2 separate regions of the Mus musculus genome follow, and region 1 is linked to region 2. A link is a contact called in public ChIA-PET data. All regions are on one chromosome and are shown on one strand. Each heading gives the region's core, a stretch centred on a gene start, on an enhancer-like site or on the middle of the called end of the contact. The rest is flanking DNA. Distances are from core to core; before and after follow the strand shown.

Region 1 (4,405 bases), core at 1,432-3,931, 78 kb before region 2:
ATTTTGTCAACTGAGACTGTGGACACTCCTGGCTGTGGGACCATGGGTAGGTTAAATCTTTGAGTCTCAAAAAGGGGACACTAATTATGTAATTATGATGATAAGTAACTTGGAAGGTTTGCAGAGGTTAAACTCGATGTGTTCTGTAATAATGCTGAGTAGGGTTTAGAAGTCTGGTTCATGGGGAAACGGGTGAGAGAATGAGCACAGTTTGTCTGGAGAGATGGCCCTGAGATAGAAGAGCATTCGCTGCTCTTCAAGAGGACCTGGGTTCAGGGGGCACTTGGAAAGTGAAGTCGGAGGAGTCAAAATCCTTGACAATGTAGCAACTTTGAGGCTCTTCGGGGACACATGAAATCCTGTCTCAAAACAGAAACAAAAACATTTTTAAAAAAGCAAAACAACAACAAAAACAAACAAAACAAAAACCTAGCTTAACTTCTCAAACTATTAGTTTAGAGAGGAACTTTTCAAAAATTTCCCTTAGAAATCCAGAATGCAGGCACCTGCAGTGGCCCCAAAAGCGTGTAAAGGAACCTTAATGAGAAAAAAGGTAGCCCTCCGAGGTGCTAAATACTTCAAAGATAGCTTCAAACCCTCAAGGAAATTTGGTGCTAGATCCACACGACAGGTTGTTAGAAGACGTGTGTCCCTGTGGATGAATCTGGCTGTAAAGCTTTACACAGCTGAGAACACTCACATCTGCTCCACAGTGACCTCAGCTGACACCCCAACATCTACCCTGTGGTTCCCCAGCAAATAACAGTGCAGAAAACCACCACTGTTTCAATCTGAATGAATTCCGTGTCTGCTCTCTCCCATCTCAGAGCCGTCTGTCCTCTTTAGCCAGGGCACTCTGAGGGGATTGACAGGTCAGGTCTGTCCACAAAAAGGTTAACCATGGGGCTGTCACCCAGGTGACTGCTTAACCGTAGCCCAGACTCCTATTTACCGGCAATGTATTTCTTTGCGTTGACAATCTTGTCCGAGTGTTTTAACGCCTGGCTGGCCCTGTTGGCGTTTATTTGACCATGTTTTGAAAAGTGTCTTCAGTGTTTGTGGTGGTAATTGGCACAGCACCACAGGCTGGTGCTACAGCGGGGTGATGGACTAAGGCAATCTGAGCTTGGCAGCACATTTATTTTGCATGGCTTTTTGCTTCTCCTCTTGCTGCAAGCCTAAGGAAGGCACAGGGCCCAAAGCCTCGTAGGCTTGTGTGTGAGACACTTGGAAGCCGAGTTTCTTGGCTGGGATTAACCCAAGGGCTCAGTGTCAGCCTGTGACATTCCTTCAGGTTCAATATCCACCTGAGGGAAGCCCTGCCAGCAGGGTGGATGTCAGCAAAACCACTCTGATGTGACCCAGAAGGAGTGAGTTCTACAAAGAGGGTGCTACCCCCGGGACTCAGCCGCCATCACTGTTTTGATGAGGAACCAAAGGATGGAGAAGTGCTTTTGAAAAGGAAATGCTTCCACTATTGTCCAGCTGGACCATGGCTACACAAGGAGGCTGGAGGCAAGCTGACCAGAAGCAGAGTACCTGGGGACAGGATTGGCATGGAGAATATATTTGGGTCTATCTGGTTGGTCCCAGGGAAGCTGGCAATTATTGACCAAATGCTAATGTTTTGGAAGCTGAGTGCTGGCCAAGGATGTGGTCACTGTTCTGTGTTCCTTACAGTCGGTCTCCTGGGAGAAACAACAATGCTAGTCTTGCTCAATCTGATGTCATCTTGAAGTGGATGACTACCAGTAAATGTGTGCATGTGCGTGTGTGTGTGTGTGTGTGTGTGTGTGTGTGAGTGTGTGTTTGTGTGTGCACAAAAGTCCATGCCTGTAATCCCAGCATGGGGGGGGGGGGGTGGAGCCACAAGGTCATCTTTGGCTACATGGTAAGGCTAGCCTGGACTATATGAGACCATGATTTTGTTTTTTAAATAGAAACCCTCCCCCTCAAAAGTTTATCATAGTGAAAATTTTTTTAAAGATTTATTTATTTATTTGTTTGTTTATTACATGTAAGTACACTGTAGCTGTCTTCAGACATTCCAGAAGAGGGAGTCAGATCTCATTACAGGTGGTTGTGAGCCACCGTGTGGTTGCTGGGATTTGAACTAAGGACCTTCGGAAAAGCAGTCGGGTGCTCTTACCCACTGAGCCATCTCACCAGCCCCATAGTGAAATTTATAATTGTACAAAACACAAACAAAATAAAGGCTGGGAATGGCCAGAATGCCCAATTTTATAAAATTGAGAAAATTTAAGTACATCCACTTTGTGAAAAAAAAAAAATTAAAAGGAAAGGGTTCTAATGACATTGAACTGAGTCGGTTTAGGAGTCACTCTACTACACTGTTGCAGGTTGAGCCAAGGCCAGTTTTTAGGTAAAATGTCCTCAGAACATTCTCTGGAGCCAAGTAAAATCAGCCTGGCTGTGAGCTTCCACAGGATTAGCCAAGCCCTGAAATATTGACTCATCAACCCCCAGGTTATCCCTGCCCTGAATCCTCTTGCAACTGTAACTGCCACTTCAATAAACATGTGTGAATCACCCCCACCCCACCGGACGCAGTCACCCACCCCAACTGCCCCAAGACAAAGGCAGGCTATCCAGACAGACCAGGAGTCAAAAATGCTGTCTGTCCCAGGAGACCATGTTTGAAAACAGAACCCGACCACATCCTCCTGCCACGTCAATCCAGTTGCAGAGTTCAGCCCTGATTTGACAAAAGCTCACTCACCGGAGTGAGTGTGCAAAGCATGAAACAAACTACGTCTAGCCAAGCAGACTTAAAAATGGATATTCGCTCTCTCCTCTCTTTGTGTCTCGCGCTTCCCCATTCTCTCATCACACACACAGATTCTGCACCTTTCTTTTATCCTCTGCCTCCACCTCTGGGGTAGGGGGATGGGGGGGGGGGTGTCGTGGTGGATATCTCATGTTACTTCAATTAGATAAGGCACCCTGTTAGCCTATAAGGTGCGACCCTCTTAAAGCATTAGGATTATGCACTACACACACTACAGGAGGAGGGCTGTGGGTCCATGTAGAGCACTTGCCTGGCATGTATAAGCCAGTAGCTCTATCCTCAGTCCTTAACAGCTAATTCCACATAGGTTTTATAATGTCCCCAAGTCTGGGGGGCGGGGTGCATGCATTTGCAGGCAGATCTCTGAGTTCAAGCCCAGCCTGGTCTACAGATTGAGTTCCAGGACACAGGCTACACAGAGAAACCCTGTTTTGAAAAAAAAAAAAAATACAACAAACAAAAAGAGTTCTAAGATATGATTGCTTTTCCTCCTTGTCCAATGGTAAGGGGAGGAAGAGGGGCAGATTGTGGTGTTTTTTCCCAGTACCACAGAATCATTAGAGGCAGACTACAAAAAGTTTATAGCATGGTCTCACCAAGAGCCTCTACCAGACTGTCTGATTTTCAAGCTTTATCAGAATTTGCATGTTAGACATAAACTCTGCAAATAGCTCCTTGCTTAATGGTTTCTGAAGAACTTTTCTCCCACCTGGTCTGTGAAGCCAGTGCTTCCCACCTTTACCTCATTCTCCGAATCAGCAATGTTTTCCTAATTTATCAGAGAAGACCTTGGTGTTGTAATCTCCATGCCTTCTGTTGATCAGGCCTGGAAAACCCAAGAATGCAAACGCCTCTCGGTTTTGCTCTCTCAAATTTTCCCTCTTAAATGTGACAAGGCTCTGGACTTGATGCAAGACATCTTTAGGTGGGGCTTAGACCTACCTGGAGTTGTATAGAGAGAGGGTCATCAGGGAGTCCTTGTTCGTAGGACAATTTGTAGGAGGGGCTACGGAGCCAAAGGAAACTGAAGGAAAGTGAAGGGAAACTGGCAGGTGCCAGCTGCTGCAGATAAGAAATGCCCTTGACTTTTGAGGGAAGGGACGGTTTTCATAAACACCTGGTATGAACCTCTCTGCTCTCCGTCTCGTCGTAACCTATGGATCCAAGTATATCCCAGTTATCTGGGGGCAGGCAGGGGCTGGAGCACCGTAGTGCAGAGGCAGTCGTAGACACTTCCAGGAGACCAGTACAAGAGACGCCCTGTGGATAGTGATGTTGCTCTGTTTGTAGAGCCATGTGGGGTATGGTGCTCTAGGGTGCTTCCTGCTTCAGCAACTGAAGTCTCTTCATAAGAAGCTCAATCAAGTGACCTAACAGAGAGACACTGGGTGACTTTAATGAGCCATAGTGGGTGCCTCTGACCAATACCTAATGTTTCCAGGCACTGGCTGCAGCAGTGGCCCAGATGCTATCGGCTCAGCATTGATATCACTGGGTTTGAATAGGAAAAAGGTGCCATATATGCCACCAATCAGCTGGAGACATTAGCACCCTACAGGGTATGTGCTGCAAAGTGATGTTTGAAACCTCAGCATC
Region 2 (5,002 bases), core at 562-3,061:
AGTTCGAGGTCAGGCTGGTCTACAAAGTGAGTTCCAGGACAGCCAGGGCTACACAGAGAAACCCTGTCTCGAAAAAAATCAAAATAAACAAACAAACAAAGGTTTAAACAAAGTCTCACTTTTCTTTCTAATAATGTTGATACATGCCAATCAATTTTACCTCACAGACATTCTGAGGGCCTCTCAAGGAGTCTGCACTAGTGTGAAAGATTCCTGTAAGCAACAGGTTTAAGACATGAAGCTCAGAGTTCCTCTCTAACCCGCTTAGTTACCTACTTAGCAACCCAATGCCTTCTTTAACAAATATTTCTATTCTTCTGTCCAAAGGAACTTATTTAGGGCTGGAGAGATGGCTCAGTAGTTAAGGGCACTGACTGCTCTTGCAGAAGACACAGATACAACCCCTAGCATCCACACAATGACTGACTTACAATCATCTGTGACTCCAGTTGCAGGGGACCTGACACCTTCCTCTGACCTTTGCAGGCAGCAGACACACAAGCGTATGTAGGCAAAACATATAGGCATGTAGGCAAAACGAATATACAAAGTAAAAATCTTTTAAAATTCAGAACCTAATTTTTAAAAGTATAATGTTGTAAGTGCCCCTAAAACTGCTTTTTCTGTCATCTCCTGGAGCCTTGCCTATGATCCCGTGCCCATACAGCCTGGTGCTCAGCAGAATGTTCCCGTCAAACCTTTGAGACAGCGTTGTGTAATTCCTGCCTCCCTTACATTCTGCTAGGCCAATTCCCACCACCCGGCCTCTCCTGGCCTGTCTGCTCCGCTAAGAGCTTGGAGTTTGGCTTGCTTTTCTGTGCCTGAGCTCTGGCCTGGAATTTGCTCCATGGCAGAAATCTGGAACCACCTAGTATCTGATTACCTCATCTGTCCCTTTTCAACCGATTTCTGAACCTTCGATAACTTTGTTCCACCTTCTCTAGTTTTCTGGAAGCTTCCGTGGAGAGCTGGCCCCATGTCTGTGGGCTTTTGATAACTGGAATACTCTTTTAACCCCCTTGCTCTGTTTGAAACAAAAGGCCCTGGATTTTAGCCATCCCAGGCCCTGGGGAGTAAGCAGGGCTCACCTTTAGCCTGGCAACATGGGCCTTCTGAGGGTTCCAGAACTCTGACCTTAAACTCCAGCGCTAAACAACACGTTGCCCTCCCCACGCTTCCAAAGAATGAAAGGGAAGCATTATATTTTTAGCTTAAAAGTCCTGGCTTTCAAGGGTTGGTATAAATTAACATGGCGGAAGGGGGTACATCCTAAGCCAAAATGTTAACAAGGACAATGGGCCTCTGAGAAATCAACTTCTAGTCTTTTTTTTTTCCTGGACTTTCCAAATTTTAAATAAATGAACAAGGGCTATCTTTAGAAAACAGAACAATGTCCCATATTTGTGGTCCCCTCCCACTGGCTGACTTTTCTTTGTGCTTTAGTACAAATATAGGCCAGGGTGTGACTGATAGTTGATAGCTCGCCTGGGTGTGGATCCTCCCTTCCCTGTCTCCCAGAAGAAGGTTCTTTGAAGAGCTTCCGTGTTTGTCCAGCAAATGACTACAGCCTAAGAAAACTCAACTTTCTCAGAAAAAATTTCCAGACATTTCTGATTACAGCCAAGTCTCCAAGAGAAGCCTGAGGGAAGGAGTCCTGAGGAGAAAATGTTTTGTTTCTGACCAGGGGCTTGGGCCCCCTCACCCCCTCGGGCGCCCCACTCTGACCCCACCCGTCCCACCCACACCTTAGTAGCCTTTGCTCTCTATCAGCTCAAGCCCAACAGAGGGTAGCCCTTCTACTGTGATACCCAGCTGCTGTCACTCAACGCCTGCGTCCCCTTTAAAAATGAAAACAAGTTCCTCAGACTCCAGAGCAGGAACTCTGGAGACGTTAGCATATTCTGGCAAGGCGCCTGATGGATAATAGATAACAGGTTATCCAGGAAATAATTAGAAGCCTGCGCCCACACGGATCGGTTGCACACACTGACCCCTGTCATTCAGGATGTGGCCCTGACAGTAAGAACCCTTTCTTCTTTCGCTTTCAGGCGTCAGAAAAATGTCAGGCTTCTCTCCTGCCTTTATGCGGTGACAAGTTAACAAATGCTGAGTTTCCAAAAGGCACTTATAAGACCCTCCGAAGCATGAGTTCTCACGAGTCTGGGGAACCAGTAGGTTCCCTCCCATGAGCCCCTGGGCGGGGCGGGGTAGGGGAAATCACTTCCTCAGCCTCGTGCTGCTGTGTAAGGAGTCCTTGCTTCCTTCTCTCCACCCCTCCCTGTTTCTTTCCACCCCTTGCCTGAAGTTCTACCCCTGACCAGCTACTTTCAAAGTCCATGCCTGGCTGCTGAGCAGAGTCTAAGTAGCCACCCGGACTCTTCTCCAGCTGGGGACATTACCCCACACCCCACACCCCCAATATGCACCGATTTTGTTTGCTCTGAGATTCGGAAGTATTCACTTTTGTTTGTTAAGTACAGTCTCTGTATGCATCCACTGCTGTAGATATGTTGATGCGGTTATGACAGTCCATGGCTTCCACCATCTTTATCTTTTTCTTTGGTGAGATGTGTGATCTGAATGTAGATAGGAACTGTGACTAAGGGACTTCCCTGCCTTCCCTGCATTGAGCAGATGAAGATTGCTAGTAAGTCTATTCTTGGATCCTAAAGGCAGTGGGTTCCATTTTTCTCTTTCTACATCTTTGAGTGGGGTTGCATGTTTGTTTGTTTGTTTGTTTGTTTGTTTGTTTTTCTGTTCTAAAATCAAGAGTAATAATAAAGACCCCTTACTCTGACCATGACATTTCGACCAACACATTGTGTGTACCTCTGAACTCGCTCCAAAGTCTCCCTTTATTCTCCTCATTTCACAGACCAGAAAACTGAATCTTGGGGCAACTAAAAGTAAAGTAAAAACTGGAGTTATCAGATCCTAAGTTCTATCATCACACAAGCCTATTGTCCTGCACAAACAAACAGGCAAACCTGGGCCAGGCAAACTACACCATGCTACTTCATTCACGTCTTATACCCATATACGCTAACTCTTTCAAGGAAAGAGACCTGTGCCCTGGAAGTTATTAAGGAAAGCCCTCCCTTGAGAAGGGTGGTGGGAAGCTGTGGTGTATCCCCTATAGCATCCAAATCAACCATAGGTTTCATTTCATTTGAACCTCACATTAGAAATGAAGTTTAAGCTAAGAGCTGAGAAACGGTTTGCTCCAGGACCTTGGGTTTGTAGGTAGTTTGGATTCAGACTTCTAATTCTTAACTCTCTCCATACCTATGTTACCATCTCAGTCATCCCAAGATGCTTCAACAAACCACACAAAGAACTGTGCAGGCCTTCCCAGACCCTTGGCTTGTTTAGTAGTTAATAGTTTGTAAAGTTAATCATGTGGTCAAGAGTTTGCACTCCAGAACAAAATTTGCCAAGGTCAAATGTCAACTCTGGCACTAGCAACTTCTAAGATTCTGCCCCAGTGTCATTGTTTCCTCAACTAGAAGATAAAGGAGCATAGTTAGTCCCCTCAGACTGCTCTGAATAGGGTGTGGGAGAACGTGATGGGGTCATGATCCCTTCCAAGGAAGCTATCAGTAAACGGAAGTTGTTAACAATTTCTGCTGTCACCAGTAGCTGAATTGACAGAGGAGTGCCAGTTTCAGCCAGCGTAGTTTATGTTTTCCTGTTAGAGACAGACAGGCTCTCCAGAGTCACTGCCTCAGCTTCAATCCCCACCACCAGTACACACGAAGCAGACACTGGGGCAAAGGTTTGAGGACAAGGAGTTAGCTTGGTCAGTGATCCCACAAAGTGAGAAAGTGGGAAAAGTGAGCCAGGGATGAGAGTGTCACAGAAACATCACAGGAGTGTTACAGGACTATCAAAGGAGTGTCACAAGAACATCACAGGAGTGTCACAGGACCATCACAGGAGTGTCACAGGAACATCACAGGAGGCTACCGCTTGGGACTAAGCTCTGTATAGACTCAACAGACCAGAAGAAAAATTGAAATCAAACTGACATTCTCCATCACTAAACCAAAACTAAGTTGTTATCTGGACTTCTGGGAGGGGTGGATGGATCACCATCTAATCAGTTAGCTTTTTTCTATTAGTTTGTCTCTCTGCACTCCCTCGCTTACCAGGAAAGTAGCTTTGAAATGACCAAGACACTCTTCTGCTACTATTGCTCCTCTGCTCCCCCTCCTCCTTCTGCTCCTCCTCCTGCTCCTGCTCCTCCTCCAGCTCCTCTTCAACTTTTCTTCTTCCATTTTCTTCAGTGCTTTTATATCCATAAAGCTAAACTCCACTGCTTGACTCGCTGGCACACATATTTTATTTGATTGAATGAAGCGCTGGCTGGTTCCCAAATCACGGGTAAAGTCAATTAAGATCTCTAAATTAGGGTTTTGCCCATAGCCCAAGGAGCTCTGCGCTGCTCTCTGTGTGGTTTATATGAGGCCTGTCTTAGGGACTGCTGAGGTGGACAGAGATAGTAAGACAACTATAGAGTTAAGACTTCAAAGCTTGAATTCAAAATACTTACAAATCCAGGAAGCTTGCACAAACTTCCCTGAGAACAAGCTTCTGGATTCCATCCCCATAAATAGCTCCTGTTAGTGCATGTCTGTAATCCTAAAGATCAAGAGGTGAAGGTAGGCCAAATATCAAGTTCAAGACCAGCCTGGGATATATGAGAACTTTCTCAAAAAAGACGAAGAGGAAGAGGAAGAGGATGAAGAAGGAGAAGGAGGAGGAAGAAAGGAGGAAAGAAAGAAAGAAAGAAAGAAAGAAAGAAAGAAAGAAAGAAAGAAAGAAAGAAAGAAAGAAAGAAAGAAAGAAAGAAGAGAAAAAAGAAAGAAAGAGAAGAAGGGAAGAAAACAAATTTTCAAATTAAAAGAAGTATGTTTATCTTTTTTGTTTTATTTTTAATTTTAATATATATATACACACACACACATATATATGGGTATTTTGCCTGCATGTATGTCTGTGC

What was found. ChIA-PET counts read pairs in DNA pulled down with a chosen protein or histone mark.
Region 1: an RNA polymerase II ChIA-PET map of effector CD8 T cells shows a contact between it and region 2, with 3 times the contacts expected there. The contact joins two enhancer-like sites. A contact is called at or near these places in 2 of 15 datasets of contacts at CTCF or cohesin (the G1E-ER4 cell line and pro-B cells), 39 of 484 Hi-C or Micro-C datasets (3T3-L1-derived adipocytes, the 63-12 cell line, B cells and 29 more), 18 of 115 datasets of contacts at active chromatin or transcription factors (the 230-238 cell line, CD8 T cells, DN3 thymocytes and 14 more) and 1 of 9 other capture datasets (embryonic stem cells).

What each region holds. Positions count from the first base shown.
Region 1 is chr12:77,137,192-77,141,596 of GRCm38.p6, reverse strand. The region is part of intron 1 of Gm40446 (a long non-coding RNA gene); the gene reads left to right. Among named protein-coding and RNA genes, the nearest start is that of Gm40446, 52 kb to the left of the region's middle. Within about 2 kb of position 2,681, at least 87 of the 459 cell types and tissues checked have an H3K27ac peak or open chromatin away from gene starts, as enhancers often do. A contact at or near this core is called in the 230-238 cell line, the 63-12 cell line, CD8 T cells and 15 more, where this site is marked.
Region 2 is chr12:77,057,415-77,062,416 of GRCm38.p6, reverse strand. No RefSeq gene overlaps it. Among named protein-coding and RNA genes, the nearest start is that of Gm35189, 4.8 kb to the right of the region's middle. Within about 2 kb of position 1,811, at least 189 of the 459 cell types and tissues checked have an H3K27ac peak or open chromatin away from gene starts, as enhancers often do. A contact at or near this core is called in the 230-238 cell line, the 63-12 cell line, CD8 T cells and 15 more, where this site is marked.